Linked DNA regions of Sus scrofa: region 2 is linked to region 1. A link is a contact called in public Hi-C data. All regions are on one chromosome and are shown on one strand. Each heading gives the region's core, a stretch centred on a gene start, on an enhancer-like site or on the middle of the called end of the contact. The rest is flanking DNA. Distances are from core to core; before and after follow the strand shown. Region 1 holds the start of XPO7 (exportin-7). Region 2 overlaps XPO7 (exportin-7).

Region 1 (3,143 bases), core at 23-2,522:
TCCTGATCCCTGGCCCGAGAATTTATTTAGCCCCTTCCCAACCAAAGAAACTGATACAAGTCACTCCACTACAGGTTCTTATAGACATAATGTTGGGAATAAGATCATCCTTTTCACGTGAGGAATGTTAACTACATAGTATGCAAAATAAGGCGACACTTGTTATTCTACTTTTTACTTCCCCCAACAGAAAACATGTACGATTACCTTGAAAATCCGAAGGTTTCAGACAATATCTGTAATAATAACTGTCATAAAAATATCAGAGGAAAAACTTTATCGAGTTTGCAAGAAATAACCCTGACCCCTCCAGCTACTATTCGGTTCAGTATGGGCTGTCTCTTCCTAAGGCCTGTGCCATATCTTTGAAGAAAAGTGGCCTGGGCCCAAAGCACGCCCGGGGCAGCTCCGGAGTCAAATCAGGACCCTCCGGAGCAACGTCGGCACCCAACGTTGCATCTCTCGCTTCAGACACACCCCCTCCACCCCGCGTTTCGGAGGAGGTGTGGGCACTCAACTCCTTCACCGGGGATAGGGGGACCGGAGGGAGGGCGGGCCCGGGCCTGAGCACCCATTTTGGAGGATTGGGGCGCTCGGCCCTGTAGGCTTATACGATCAGGAGTGGGGTGAAGGGCGCATCTGTGGGAGGAGGAAGGAGGCCGCAGGGGGGGGTCTCCAGTATTTGGGGGCGTGAAGAGGAAGGCGGCGGGAAAGACTCGGTAGGTTTATCAGCGTGAGGTATTCTTTTTGTTATTTGTTTAGGGCTGGCGGGTGTGACGGGGAAGTCCCCCTCCGGAAAGAGTGGGCAAAGGGTCTCCCTCCCTTCCCGGTCTTGGGGGGTACTGAGGACTTGCGGGAGGCCTCCCTCCAACAGAAAGACAGTCGCTGATAAGCGATGTAGGCTGTGCCCGCCGGGGCGCCGATTCCTACACCTCCAGCCCCGCGCAAGAAGCATGGGACCGGGTGGGAGGGGATGGAGGAGGCCCCCGGCCCGGGAGGCGGGAAAGGCCCCAGAGCTCCGGGACGGGCGGCGGCTCCAGAGCCCCGAGTGGCGGCGGCGCGGGTCGGGCGAGTCCCGAGCCTTCCCGAGCCCCTTGGGCCCCGTGCGCTCCCACTCCCCACTCTCCGCGGCCGCCCCCTCCCCCGTGGCTCCTCTCACCTGCACATGATCCGCCATTTTGCTCCATTCATGCTCCTCTCCGGCCCCCCTCCCCCCCAGCGCGCACCTCGGCCGGGCCGCCGCCGCCGCCGCCGTCGCCGCTGCGCCTGCGCGCTGGGGGCTTGTCGCGCTGCGCTCGCGGCGTAGCGCCGCCCGGCTGCGCAGGCCCGGGCGGCCGGGGCCGCGGTTGGAGAATGCGCAGCGCCGTTGGGACGGCGTAAAGGCGCCGCAACGTCAGCGGCCCGGAGACGCGGGGGGCGGGTAGAGGAAGGAGCGGACCCGGGGGCGCGAGGGGAGGGGGCCGGGGGGAACAAAGCTTTGTTTACATGGTTTTTAAAGGGGCCGTGCTCGCTCCGGCTGGCGGGCAAGCGCTGCCCCGGGAGTTGGAGATGCCTTCGCTCATCAGCTTGGAGAGGGCTCCTCAAGGGGCTGGGACCTGTCCCCGCCCAGACCCCTGCACCTGGCGGATTCCTGTCTTCCCGAGTGTCCTCGAACGTGCCCCCGAACGCCCCTCTCCCTCTGCCGCCGCGCCTCTGCTGTAACACCACACACCGGGGGGGTCTTCCGGTGCGCTCGCCACCTAACCCCCCACTATTTAGGACGCCTGCGTTATTCTTCGCTTTTCACTGCCTTCGGCGGCCGAAATTGTGTCTTTCTAGCTTTCCGCTCCAGTGGACAGGGGCCATTGCTCTCTGATCCTGGGTTTTACCAGCAACCCGAATCGTGATCTCCTTGTTTTCATTTCTGTCCTTTTTTTGCGGTAAACATTCATGGAAATAGCCACCAAATAGTGGCGATGTTCATGGAAACATGCAGAAGACATGGTTCTAATCTTCCCTAATAGATTGTTATCTTAACCAGTAGGCTGCCTGCTGAGAGGGGTCGGAAGCTGGGGGAGGTGATAGGGGGAGACCTAAAGGGGTTTTAGGACCCTTGGGCTCAGTCTGAGTGTGAAAGCCATCCCCTTGGGTCAGATCAGGTCAGGCCCTGCCTGCTGAGGCTAATTCCAGTCTTCCCACTAGGAATGATCTGTATCAGATAATGCCGGTTCCTGTTTTCCACTGGATTCCCCTCCGACTTCCAGTCAAGGCCCCCAATTAGATTTTAGCTGGATTCTGAAAAGTATTGGCTGTTTGAAGTTTGTATGGACTAGGAGCCACCACGGGCGACGGAAATGATGATAGTAGTGAATGACATACACTTTCCGTTGTGGATCGAGGGGACGGGTACTCAGCATTCACTTCAATCTTCCTCCTCCTCCGAGTGTGTCTTCCTGATTTAGAGGTAGAACACCTAAAAACTACATTACCCAGATTTCCTTGCAGCTAGGGTTCTGTATGCAAGTTAGGCTCTGCCAATAGAAGACTTGAGGCAGAGCTTTTTTGACTGTTGTTCCTGGCAAGCCTAGACCCTGAGATGTAGGATTTTTCTGGTTTTGTTTTCCAGCAACTTTTGAGTGTCCTGTTCTTAGCTCCCTGAGGGTAGAGGGCAGGGGAAGGTGGGTCAGGGTCAGGTTCTTCTTTGGTATCTTCTTGGAGTGGAGTTGCAATGGCAGTCTTCCTATCCCCTACTTTCCTGATTGGGTAGAAATAACAGCTCCCAGGTGGGGGAAAAAATGTAATTGTAATGTATACATGTAAGGATAACCTGACCCCCTTGCTGTACAGTGGGAAAAAATTTAAAAAAATTATAAAAGTTAAAAAAAAAAAAAGAAATAACAGCTCCCTGTGGCCCAGGTCCAAATCCAACCCTCCCCCACACCTGTTTCCCCCATCTCCCCCTTCTCTGTAAATGATACCATCATTTACCCAGTTGCGCAAACTAAAAACCCAGGAGTTAACCTTGATTACCCAGTGTTTCAACAGTCCCCCATATCCAATCCACTGGCAAGTCCTGTAGAATCTCTATCCAGTACATACCCCAGTCTGGCCACACCTCTTCATTGCTGCTGCCAACACCCTCATCCAGATCATCATCACATTTC
Region 2 (3,297 bases), core at 570-3,069, 62 kb before region 1:
TTACCTCAAAAAACTAGATAACCTACCCTCGTATTTCTTTTTTCTGGCGGGGGTGGGGGTTTTAAGGCCACACCCGTGGCATATGGAGGTTCCCAGGCCTGGGGTTGAATCAAAGCTGCAGCTGCTAGCCTACGCCACAGCCACAGCAAGTTACAATCTGAGATGCATCTGTGATCTTCACCACAGGTCACGGCAATGCCAGATCCCTAACCCACTGAGTGAGGCCAGGGACCAAACCAGCATCCTCATGAATACTGGTCGGATTCGTTTCCACTGCACACAACAGAAACTCCTCTTCTATGATTTTGTGCAACAAAATGAATATAAGACTCATTCACCATTGCTACCGTCTAGAAATAGAAACTGTAGTCCTGACTTACCAGAGGTGAAAATGAAGGAGGGATGGAATGATACAGGTCAAAAAACAGCTGCAGAGTTGAAGAATCTAAGAATGCTGGAAAGACAAAAGAGCACTTTACTGAGTATGTCTGCACCACGCAACTGGCATATCTCAGTGCTGTGCATTCATCAAGGAGCGTTATCTTCCTACTTTCTTATCTTTTTTTTTTCTCTTTTTGCCATTTCTTGGGCCGCTCCCATGGCATATGGAGGTTCCCAGGCTAGGGGTCTAATTGGAGCTGTAGCTTCCAGCCTACGCCAGAGCCACAGCAACAGCAACGTGGGATCTGATCAGCGTCTGCGACCTACACCACAGCTCACGGCAACGCCGGATTGTCAACCCACTGAGCAAGGCCAGGGATCGAACCAGCAACCTCATGGTTCCTAGTAGGATTCGTTAACCACTGCGCCATGACGGGAACTCCCCTACTTTCTTATCTTATAGAATGTTTATTTCCTTTGAAGTGATAAGCTAATATGGGCTTTTTACTTTCCTTTTTTTTTAATTAGAAAAGCACTAGTTTTTAGCTCCAACAAACATTTGCATTCTTCTGATTCTCAAACAATTTAAGGCAATCAGGACTCTTTTCACAGTAAGAATTTTTATCCTTAGGAACACAAAAGCAAGTACAAGTTTCTTTTATTTGATTTTGTTTTTTTAAAGCTAGAAATTCCCTCAAATGAGTAAGATATCAGAGGTCTCTAGGTGATCAATGCAAGGTCAAACTCACATTTGTCAGAAGCCCAGAGTTCTACCCATAAGGGGATCTGTAAGATTCCTCCCAGTTTCTCCCTGACTTTGTAAAGACCCATAGCGACATTCTAAGTTTTCTCTAAGGGCAACCAAGGGAATTGCTAGAGGTTCCTTGGACCGCCTGCAGATGCCAAGTAGAGTGGAGCAATGGTCTGGTCTGCTTCAGACGGTGCCACCGCATTACCTGATCTCCAGCTGGTGGGAATCTGTACCGTGCACAGGTCATCCGAGGACTCATCAGTAGAAGTGCCGATGAAATCAAAGTTTAGGCAGTTATGAGTGAGTTTAAGCAGTTGCATCAGCAAGCCATGCTGACTTTCATCATTCAAGTTCAGATTCTTTCCTGAAGCCTGTAAAAAATGACCACATAATGAACGCCAACCACTCCTCTCTTCCAAGCTTGCTACTGGACTCACAGGAAAGCTGCTCAGCCAGAAAAGGAAGACGATATTTCAACATAGTCAAGAGATGATTCTCTCCTGAAAGACGCTGCACTTCCACCATCTTAATGTCATGATGAAAATCCTAGCTCCTTTTTTACTATTAAAACATTTCTACTATAAAAACAGGAAGCTGGTATTTAAAGAAATGCCCCTTTGACACTTACTCTTCACACACTGTCGACATTGTGGCCATATATGGTTACTTCATTTGCATGGAGATCCTTTTTTAACTTTTTAAAGGGCTGCACCAGTGGCACATGGAGGTTTCCAGGTTAGGGGTTGAATCAGAGCTACAGCTGCCAGCCTACACCACAGCCACAGCCACACTGTATTGGAGCTACATCTGAGACCTACACCACGGCTCACAGCAAGGCTGGATCCTGACCCACTGAGCGAGGCCAGGGATAGAACCCACATCCCCACGGATACGGATCAGATTCATTTCCACTGCGCCACAATGGGAACTCCTGGAGACCCTTGTTGTTTCTAGACAGGGACAGGACTAAACTCTGGAGGGAGTTCTAGTATACCCTGCCCTATCTTCCTTCCTCTTTTTAACATTACTATTTCCAGCATCAACAAAAATTTTTCAAACTAAAATTAAAACAAAATCACCACTGAATTGTACTTATTCATCAGCAGTATCTCTGCCTATAGCTCAATGGTAGTCTAGAGCTATGGTGTCTATCAAAGTCAAATTTATACCAGCGGTGACCTCAGTGACTGGCTGGTTAATTGTTTTTGATAGAATCACAGAATTCAATCCTGTTTTCTCAAAAGCTTTTTCCCTCTAGGGGGTACAACAGCTTTTGCGAGGCAGCTTGCCAAAACTGAGGACTTTTGGGGAATTCTGAAGTAAAACTACATAGCTGAGGGAAAAGATGGACATCATTAACCAGGACAAAAGAAAAATCCAAACTTGCTTCTAACACTAAAATTGAGACATACTGGAAAATGAGAACAAGAACAAGAAAACAACAATTAAAAAACCCCAAATGAACAAAAAGCCAGAGGCTAATTCCATTTGCCTTTCTATAGGGACAAAGCATCCAAACATTCTTATAAATGTGTCAAACTCACTGGTTAACATGTCTCAGTTCAGGTCTATCCATAAATGAATCAAAACACCAACTTTCTATTTTAAAACAGGCAATTTCCTTATGCGATAGTGTCTCCTCCTTCAGGTTATGAAATCTAAACGGATGTTAAAAACTCAAAATCTACTTATCCTTACAGATGTTGCTTGTTTATTTGCTGCCTGTAACTCAGCAGGGGACAGGGAAGCCGGCCTAGTTTTAGTACACTAACAATGCAGTCTCAGCCTGCTTTCAGAGCACTGAGAATCCAAACACCGTAAAACTAAGATGCTTTTACTCCATATAGGAAGATTTTATGTGAATATAAAAAAAGTCAACAACAAAAATCTCAAACTTTGTTCCTTTAAGACAAGAGCATGAGCTAAGTGTTCACTTACTGCTCTTTACGTAGGGGAACAGAAGTGAAATGGGGAAATCTCAATTCTTTCTCTTTGTTGGCAAGTTTCTTCAACATCTTGGACAGAGGTATTACTTGATGATGAGGATTAAGGAGGTGGTGCATAACTTCTCATGGGGGTCAGTGAAGAGCTGACAGCTAACAGGTCCCCACTTATTCTCATCCTTTCACAAGGAACTTGGAGGGAGAACCCAACTTACAATCTCA

The links. A called contact is a pair of places that touch in the nucleus more often than the background predicts.
Region 2: a Hi-C map of alveolar macrophages shows a contact between it and region 1, with 2.4 times the contacts expected there. The contact joins the enhancer-like site here to the promoter of XPO7 in region 1. A contact is called at or near these places in 3 of 5 promoter capture datasets (fetal liver, fetal skeletal muscle and liver), 22 of 47 Hi-C or Micro-C datasets (adipocytes, alveolar macrophages, embryonic fibroblasts and 14 more) and 2 of 2 datasets of contacts at active chromatin or transcription factors (alveolar macrophages and skeletal muscle).

The regions. Positions count from the first base shown.
Region 1 is chr14:6,186,169-6,189,311 of Sscrofa11.1, reverse strand. It overlaps XPO7 (exportin-7), which reads right to left and starts at 1,272. Exons shown (of 28, transcript XM_021073572.1): 1 at 1,160-1,272. The coding sequence starts at 1,177.
Region 2 is chr14:6,248,668-6,251,964 of Sscrofa11.1, reverse strand. It overlaps XPO7 (exportin-7), which reads right to left. Exons shown (of 28, transcript XM_021073572.1): 7 at 1,338-1,503; 8 at 381-454. Among named protein-coding and RNA genes, the nearest start is that of NPM2, 39 kb to the left of the region's middle. Within about 2 kb of position 1,819, at least 4 of the 83 cell types and tissues checked have an H3K27ac peak or open chromatin away from gene starts, as enhancers often do. A contact at or near this core is called in alveolar macrophages, omental adipose tissue and retroperitoneal adipose tissue, where this site is marked.